Linked DNA regions of Bombyx mori: region 2 is linked to region 1. A link is a contact called in public Hi-C data. All regions are on one chromosome and are shown on one strand. The core of a region is the stretch at or near the end of the contact, and the rest is flanking DNA. Distances in the headings are between cores, read along the strand shown. Region 1 holds the start of LOC101740458 (VWFA and cache domain-containing protein 1). Region 2 holds the start of LOC101739642.

The links. A called contact is a pair of places that touch in the nucleus more often than the background predicts.
Region 2: a Hi-C map of whole pupa shows a contact between it and region 1, with 4 times the contacts expected there. The contact joins the promoter of LOC101739642 here to the promoter of LOC101740458 in region 1. A contact is called at or near these places in 2 of 7 Hi-C or Micro-C datasets (posterior silk gland and whole pupa).

The regions. Positions count from the first base shown.
Region 1 is chr12:13,874,664-13,878,772 of ASM3026992v2, forward strand. LOC101740458 (VWFA and cache domain-containing protein 1) reads left to right here and starts at 2,746. Exons shown (of 1, transcript XM_038014491.2): 1 at 2,746-4,109. The coding sequence starts at 3,010.
Region 2 is chr12:14,180,332-14,184,443 of ASM3026992v2, forward strand. LOC101739642 reads right to left here and starts at 1,521. Exons shown (of 7, transcript XR_009974541.1): 1 at 1,431-1,521; 2 at 876-1,047; 3 at 219-342. It overlaps LOC134199880 (a long non-coding RNA gene), which reads left to right. Exons shown (of 2, transcript XR_009974544.1): 2 at 1-468. It overlaps LOC101739503 (mediator of RNA polymerase II transcription subunit 17), which reads left to right and starts at 3,492. Exons shown (of 13, transcript XM_062671582.1): 1 at 3,492-3,619; 2 at 3,730-3,824. The coding sequence starts at 3,736.

The DNA of each region.
Region 1 (4,109 bases), core at 1,496-3,995:
CGCGACAGAAATAGACAGCGTGGTGGTTCCTACACTTGCGGGCTCACGAGATGCCCTACCATCACGCCTTCAGCTCTAACACTAGGAGCAGGCTTAGGTACCCCGGTTACCGTACTCATCGAACTCGACAAAGAGGTCGACGTACAATCTAACCCATTCATCAACCCGCTGAGTTTCTCCCCGGATCTTCTCAGCAGGTCGCGATTCCTATCCGGTAGTAGCTGATTCATTAGCGAAGCGGCAGTCTCTCGGCAGAACTCGGGCAGTTGTTAACAAGTCCCACCCCTCCTGGTCGAGCCTTTGCTCGCCCACCTGTCCTGGTGAAACTGGAAAGGCCTTCGGGCCATCAGTAATCTTTCAATCATAAAAAAAGAGATGCCCTACCACTAACCTACGCACAAAAAGACGATGAATTGGTATGTACGTATGAGTTCCGTCCATAGATAATGCACTTATTAATTAGTTCTATTGATAATACACATACTTAATAATTAGATATTAAATAAATAAATATGTAGTGTATGTTTTATTTAAGATATCAGTTTTATTATGACTAAAATAGGTTATTCGTCTGTTAATGTCACTTGTGCACACAGAAATTGAAATAGTGAGGAAAAAACTTATCTTTTATATCATGTGAAGTATGTACACCTTTACTCGTAGTATAAGGTGCTGTTGCGAAACATTAGTTAAACTCAAGTTTCATGTAACAAAAAGCCTTTTATACGATAAACCTATTCAATAAACTAAGTTGACCTCGATTGTACAAAGGGTTGTAAAATGTATAGTTGTAATTTCTGAAGGTTATTTTATCTCAAGGTCGTCTTTGTAAATTAATCCTTGGCCTGTCAGTTTCCCCGAAATTAAATTATGGTAGCCTAAGGCGAAAAAAATGATCGCTATCTAAGTTGATCTAGGTTATTATAAAGATCACCAGGAGGACGGGAGGACGCGTCGGCGGCTGCGACAACCCGGTCGGCGGTGTATCGCGTTCCGACCCGGCAGGCTGGTTCTGGCCCAGCGGGGTATCCCGGAACACCAGCGGCATAACTGGGCGGCGGCCTGGTAGAGCCGCCGCCGCGCCGTACCGCGGAGACCGGCGCGGCGTCGTTGGTCGTCGACTATCGCCTCGACGACCCGTCGGTCAGGCGTCCTCGGGGTTGCGCCGCGTGTCTGGTTGTAGTGTTGACCGCGGGAACCCCCCTACTCTGACCGGGTTCTGACTCCGGACGGAGATCGGACGTCGAGTGTAAGAGTGCAGGGGAGTCGTTTAGTGCGGTAGGGCCCTAAAATTCCTTGGGTCCGCGGTCTGCTCCCAACACCTTGCAGATCGTCAAGTCCCACAAACCCCGCGCGCGACCTCGCAGAAGGTTCGGCCCTGGCCCAAAAAAAGGTTATTATAAAAGATAGAAAGAAAAACATTGACGCATAGGAACACTCAGTGTGGACAGAAGATAAATATGCTAAAAGCGAGTATGAAACCTACCATTCTGCTTTTCATTTCCCTGCATGGTGTTTCCTGAATGCTAGTATATGTTTTTCTTCAAACGTGACTTACTGACGTCCACGAGCGACGGTAGCCGCTCACCTTTAAATGTGCCGTATGCTCATGTTGATAATAAGGTAATAAAATTGTGGGGGAAAATTAATTAAATTATTGAATCAAAACGCATTTTATATTATATTATTCTTACAAAGGACGTTTTTATTTACCAGTAAAAAAACTGTAATCCTCCTCAGCTGTATCTCAAACAGACGCTGATTGTCCTTTTATTGTTTTCAAAGGTAAAATCCCCTAATTTTATCTTCGTTTACGCCTTCGACTTTTTTGAAATGGGTGCTTTTGAAATGGGTGCAGTGCCATGAAAGCTGCTGTATGACATAAGGACTCTATTTATATATATATTGGTATTAATTAGCAACACTGAAACGACGATGGCGAGACCCATCAGTTCACAAATAAGTTGGTGACACTGTAGTCATATAATTATCTATCGGTGATTTAATAATTAATGTATATTTTTACGTGTTGCTTTAAATATTCATAAATTATTCTAGTTATATTATAATCAGTCTATGACTACAGCAGATAACATCGTTTCAATATTTGTTATTATGATTAAAATTGTATGTTTTTGTAATAAATAAATAAATAAAAAATAAATTCATAAATTATTTACTTATCAATTTATTTATTATTTAAATTATTTTTATGGTATTATTATTATTATTAGTAGTTATTACGTAAAAATCTATTCTATTTTCAACTGTCTGAGATCAATTAATCTGTGTGATTCCATCGAAAATCGATTTTCTTTGGGAAATAAAATTGATCCTTCGATAAAGTGATTTAAGATTGTAATCCCTACACAACGTAGTGATACCAGATGCGCTATAATTACAATTACAGTAGATTCACTGTATTATTACTGCTTTAACTGTTTACTATAATGTAAAAATACTGTAACGAATTTCTTGTCAAAAAAACTGGTTAAAACAAAACACATTGCGACTAAAGCACGTGAGCTTAAGCAATAATAGGGAAATGTGTTTGACACTGGCTCCATCTTTGCACTAGCGACGCATTTAAATATTGAATGTATTTTTAGAACATACGGCACGGTGAATAATTACTGAAAAAATGCTATATTTGCCTAGAATATCTTCTACACATATTACATACATACTGTATTTTCATACTAAAATACTGTATTTTTATTTTAATGACATTGTAAATAATATATACAAATGCTATCTGGCAGCACTGACAAAACGCAGTCTATGAAATATTTTTGTCTAATGCATGAATGTTACAAACCTGCTGTCTTTGCGCCTGTATACAATATTGTTATTGCTTCAGTGCTATTACTTTTACTTTACTTTTTTATAAAATAATTGTAAACACAATGGGAAGGCTCGCAGCTGTCATAGTCAAGCGCAGGAATCGTAACCAGTCGTACATTGAAGTGTAAAAAAATATTATCGACAAATAATGTTATTAACGGAAAGATGAGGTTTTCATGGTTATTTTTTATATTATCTACCAATGTCTGCATCGGAACTGTGTTCACGCAAAATGACAGCACTACAAGAACGAACATCCGAAGTGATTACAAAACAACAATTTTACAACTGTCGGAAACGCTGGCGGCGAAATTCAATGATTTAGTTGTAAAAGAATTAGGCAGCGACTACACATCACATTTTGAAATTCGTTCTGCATATAAGGTTAGTCACCAGGACTCGGATATCGAATTACTGAATAACATCGCAGATAAACTAAGCTACAAGATATCTTCGGCCAAAATTATACTACGTGATATGTACAATGTCTTAAGCGACAACAGCACACCGTCTTTTACCCATCCATGTCCGTTTAACTCTATACGTAAGTCAGTATTTATAAGAAGCTCGAATATCTATGAAAGCTTACCACTCCAGGATCCGAAGTTAAAAATGTTGGATCGTTTCAAAGATATCAAAGTTAAGAGACAGTATTTTCTTTCACATATAGATTATGCCACTGACAGAGATTGTACAGCAATGCCACATTCTAATTTAAGATATTTATATCACAAAGTTGTGCATCCGGAACCAAAGTTAGTAGTTTTTATTATAGATAATAATATGAGCTCAGATTCACTTCAGCATGCAGTGAATGTCGCAAAAGAAACAGTTTATGCACTACAAAGTGCTGATTTGTTTGCTCTTAAGATGACGAACATGACCGACTTCATGAAGTTTGAAGATTCATGCAGTATCGAAGGAATTTCTGATTTGGGTAATGCCACAGACAATAACAAGCTTCTATTTCGAGAACATTTGGCTGCTATAGATATTTCATCATTAAGTTTATCACCAACATTGATCAGTAATGAACTAAAGAATTTGCTGAGTCAAAGAACATTACCAAAGAACAAACTACTAATTTTCCTCACTGACACAAAGGTTTTGAAAAATGAAACATGGCTGAAAATGTTTCCATATTCAATGAAAAAAGATGACAGTGTACATTTTGCCATTGGATTGATATATGAAAATCAAATAGACAGGAATAGCTCTCTTGGTATCTTGCATATCGATAAGTGGCACACTCACTCAAACAACCA
Region 2 (4,112 bases), core at 271-2,770, 300 kb after region 1:
TAATTACAGTTACTGTGGTTTCACAGACGATGGTCATTCTGACTGACGAATATTAAATCATATAAGTAGTTTTAAATGTCTATGAGTAGCAAAAACCAACCCTATTGTTATCAATAGAAAATTTAGTATTATAAATGTGAGATCAAATCTTTCAAATAGTTTTATAATACAATTACAATTACAATTTATCAAACAATATTTATTTTAATAAAACTTACTTGAATTATCATTTGCTAAGAAAACATCCCATATTTTCTTCTCAATGTTAGAACATAGGCTATTTGGATCCCCACCACATCCTTGTACTTTTGATCTTACTGTAGATTTTTTGTCAGCCCAGTACTGTAAAACAGAGTTTGATAGGTTCTTAATTATGGGAATATTCCCAAATAATGAAAACGCTTTCGAACAAGTATTTATGAAGCCATAATTCTTCAACAACAGCAATAAAGTTTTATTTTTACAGGTCATAATTCAATTTATTTAAATTTTCATTGGTCAAGTAGTTGTTAACACTTTTTATTTTTATTATGACAAGCTGAGATGGATGAATGAATTATGTTGCATGTCCAGATTTTATTTCTAGTCAAAGTCCAGTCCAGCCCGTAACTTTGTCAAAGATGTATAGTAATAAAGGTTTTGTAAACTTTTGTTTGTGTATCTGATGTCCAAAACATTAGGACAAGAATCTAGTTGGGGATGTAAATGTGACACTTTTCATAATTATCCCAACGATTAGTGTATACTGTGCTGGGTGCTACTGAAGAATTTAAACTAAAATTGTCAAAAGAAAAAGTATCAGACCTCATTTCAAATGTTGTATAATTTTTATTCGTATGCATTTATATATTTCAAGGAATTTTATGATAACAAACCTTGATCCAAGACTTCATAGGCCTCGTAGGCCCAGAAATATTATTGACAATGCGAGTTAACTTTAACCACAGTTTCTTGCTCTCGTCTCTGCCTTCCAGTCCACGGAGCTGTCCAAGCCCTAGTGCAGGGTGCTTCTCCATGAAGTCTACGATGGCTGTTACCTGCTCCAGGCTGGGACGAGACTGAAGATTAATTAATGTAAAAACTTCAATAAATTACAAAAAAAAAAAACAAATGAAATTAAGTATTCCTGCTTTCTTTGCAAAAAATATCGTTACCTATGTAACAAAATGAAACTACTGCGAATAACAAATAATCTATTTATTTTTCTTTTGAATATTTATATTTATTTACACATATTAATGTAATATGAAGTTGAATATTTTTTCTTATAATCAAACCCATTAAATTCCTAAAAGCTCATACAATTGAAAATTCATAATTTTGAAGTGTTTTTAATTTAATAACATAAAGTAGTTTCAAACTGTATATCGCATAACAAATTAGTTTTTTTATTTAAAGAGCAAAACAGACAAACAATTAAATTTTATCACCGATTATCTTCAACTCGATCACAACTAAGAATTAATACAGCCATTTAACGACGAACGAATGAAATTCGAGTTTCTTAACCGGAGTAATAGGTTCAAAACACATAAATTGTTTAAGAGTGACACCCACCGCAATAGTACGATCCGTCATAGCGAATGCTTTTCATATATACAATTGATTTAATGTACTTTATGTGATGAAAAGTCCTAGTATTAATAATAACACAAATTATCCATTACAAAATATATAGTTCGCATTTACAAAATTCTAACAGGCATTTTGTTGTGAGTAGCGCAAAACATCGATAGAAAATTTGACGACAACCATTGGTTGGGGCCTATGTTGCCAGCCTAACGAAATCCATGATTATAGTTACTCAGTATCAATGCAATTCATCCAATCAACACCGTCACAACTTTTACTTTTGCAGTTAACACAGTGGAATACAAGGACACCGAGGAGTGGTGGAGTAGAGACATTCATAGCACCGAGTCCTGCATCGGAGAAGCTGCTTCGCCTCGTAGTTCAAATAAGATCAAAGTTGTCGCTGCCGGCCGTAATGGCTACAATGCTCTACAGCGACGACTGCTGGCAGGTGATGCTCGCCCACTGCTTAAAGTCCACCATCCCGCAGCACGGAACGGTGGAGCGAGAGAGAAAGTACGTCTCACTCCTTGTTTTCTGTAGGAGGTGACCTCCCTCAGTGATGGTTCGGGCCGAATAAAGATGTTGAACTACCATGGCTGCTAATAGAAATCTAACTTGCTGTAGATTTAATTATAAAAAGTCACCACCTGTTTCAATCCAACGGGTTAGTACTAGTCCAGCGAGAATTTATACGCCACCAATGGCACTATCTGGATGATGACGGACCGCCACCGCACCGTCTAAGGTGGCTGACGTAGAATCGGTTCGCCAATAGAAATCGGTTTGTCTGGTTTCAATATTGTCGGTGGTCACCCCTCCGCTTTTTGTCATGCGTGTTCAGGTGAATAGTACAGAAGTCGTTTAGTGAGTGACTCCGGCAGACGCCGAGCTTCAAAACAATATCTTAAATTAGCTAGCCATAAGTACTGCACTGATTTTTTATAATCATGGTAAACCATCTAGGCAACACAGACAGTCATCTAGTCTTAGGTTTCCTACTTCAGTGAGTCTAGCATACAAAAGGGAAACCAAAACACTTCTTTCCAATCCAATAATATCACAAAATCACAATCTTGTTTTATTTAAAATGTGCTGTTTCCGTAATATAACACTAGCAGAAATGGCTAACAACATCTACAAAGCGGGAACGCGAGTGAAGTTGTATGAATTATTTTATTTTGTTAATTTGGTGTTTCTTTTGGCTTTGTAATAACGGTGCTTGATTCATTATTTAGAATATTCAAAAGATTAGGTTGTATGGTATGATACTTTCGTCTTTCCAGTTGAAAAAATGGAACTACAACATAATTCTTTTTTATTTTATATTGCCTTTGTAGGCAGACGAGCATACAGCCCACCTGATGGTAAGTGACCACCGTCACTCATGGACGTCAGCAATGCCAGGGGCAGAGCCAAGCCAACAATGTCAAGATTTTTTTATTTTTTCAAGGGATTTTATGACCTGGTAACTAAGACCTTTAAGTCACGTCTTATTTTTATTTATATTCTTATTTTTATGAAAAATGATAATGTGGAGTGAAATGAAATGAAAGATGATTAATTTGAGACATTAATCAACTTGGATGAAATAGAATGAAATGAGATGAGATGATATGGGATGAAATATAATCTCAGTAAAATGGTGGTCATTTACTAAGATTTTTTCAGTGGACTTTTTGGAGGATCCCCACAAGTAACGTCCAGCGGCTTTGCTTCATTTTTCCACATTTGTGCACTTTCCCAGATATTAAACAGTTAATAAACCACCGTTGTTACACATTTAAGCCTGCGGAAACACTAAATAGACAAAATTAAACAAATCACACAACTTCACTCCTCGCGTTCCCGCCAAAAAGTCCAATGTCAAGAGTATAGACAATACCATAGATAATACACATATACCGTAGTCATAGATTATACACTTAGTAAATGTCAAAGTCAAGAGTAGCCGATTTGTTGTAAAGAGAATTTTTAGTTTTTAGGATGGAATAATAATTTAAAGTCTTAACTGTTTTAATGAACAGCATTATTGTTTATATTAACTGTAATTTAAGAATTGTATTAATATGGTGTTTATAAAATAGTACCGCTAAATTTTGAGTCAAATTTTATTTATAATTATAATTTTCTTGTACTGTTTATTTATTTTTCAAGAGTAAGATGGCAAATTCAGTGAACATATCGATAGAGGCACCTATAGAGAACCAAATACAGGAGATTACTTATGATGGGCAAGAGATTTATCAAGCGTAAGTTTACAAATTTGATCAGTTAAAATTTTATATGGATACACACCACGTAAATATGCAACTAAACTAAAATAATTACAAATTGAATTACAAACCGGTACCAAAATTTAGTTAAAAACGTTAATCCTAAAAATCTTCTGTTTTGAAATAAATAAATAAATGTGACATATTGATATTAGATTGTGGATATTCTTTTAATGATTTTTTAGTATTTTTTATTTCAATTAAATAAACATCATATGCATAGGCTGCCCATTTCACTAGTTTTATATGGGAAGGGATTTAAGT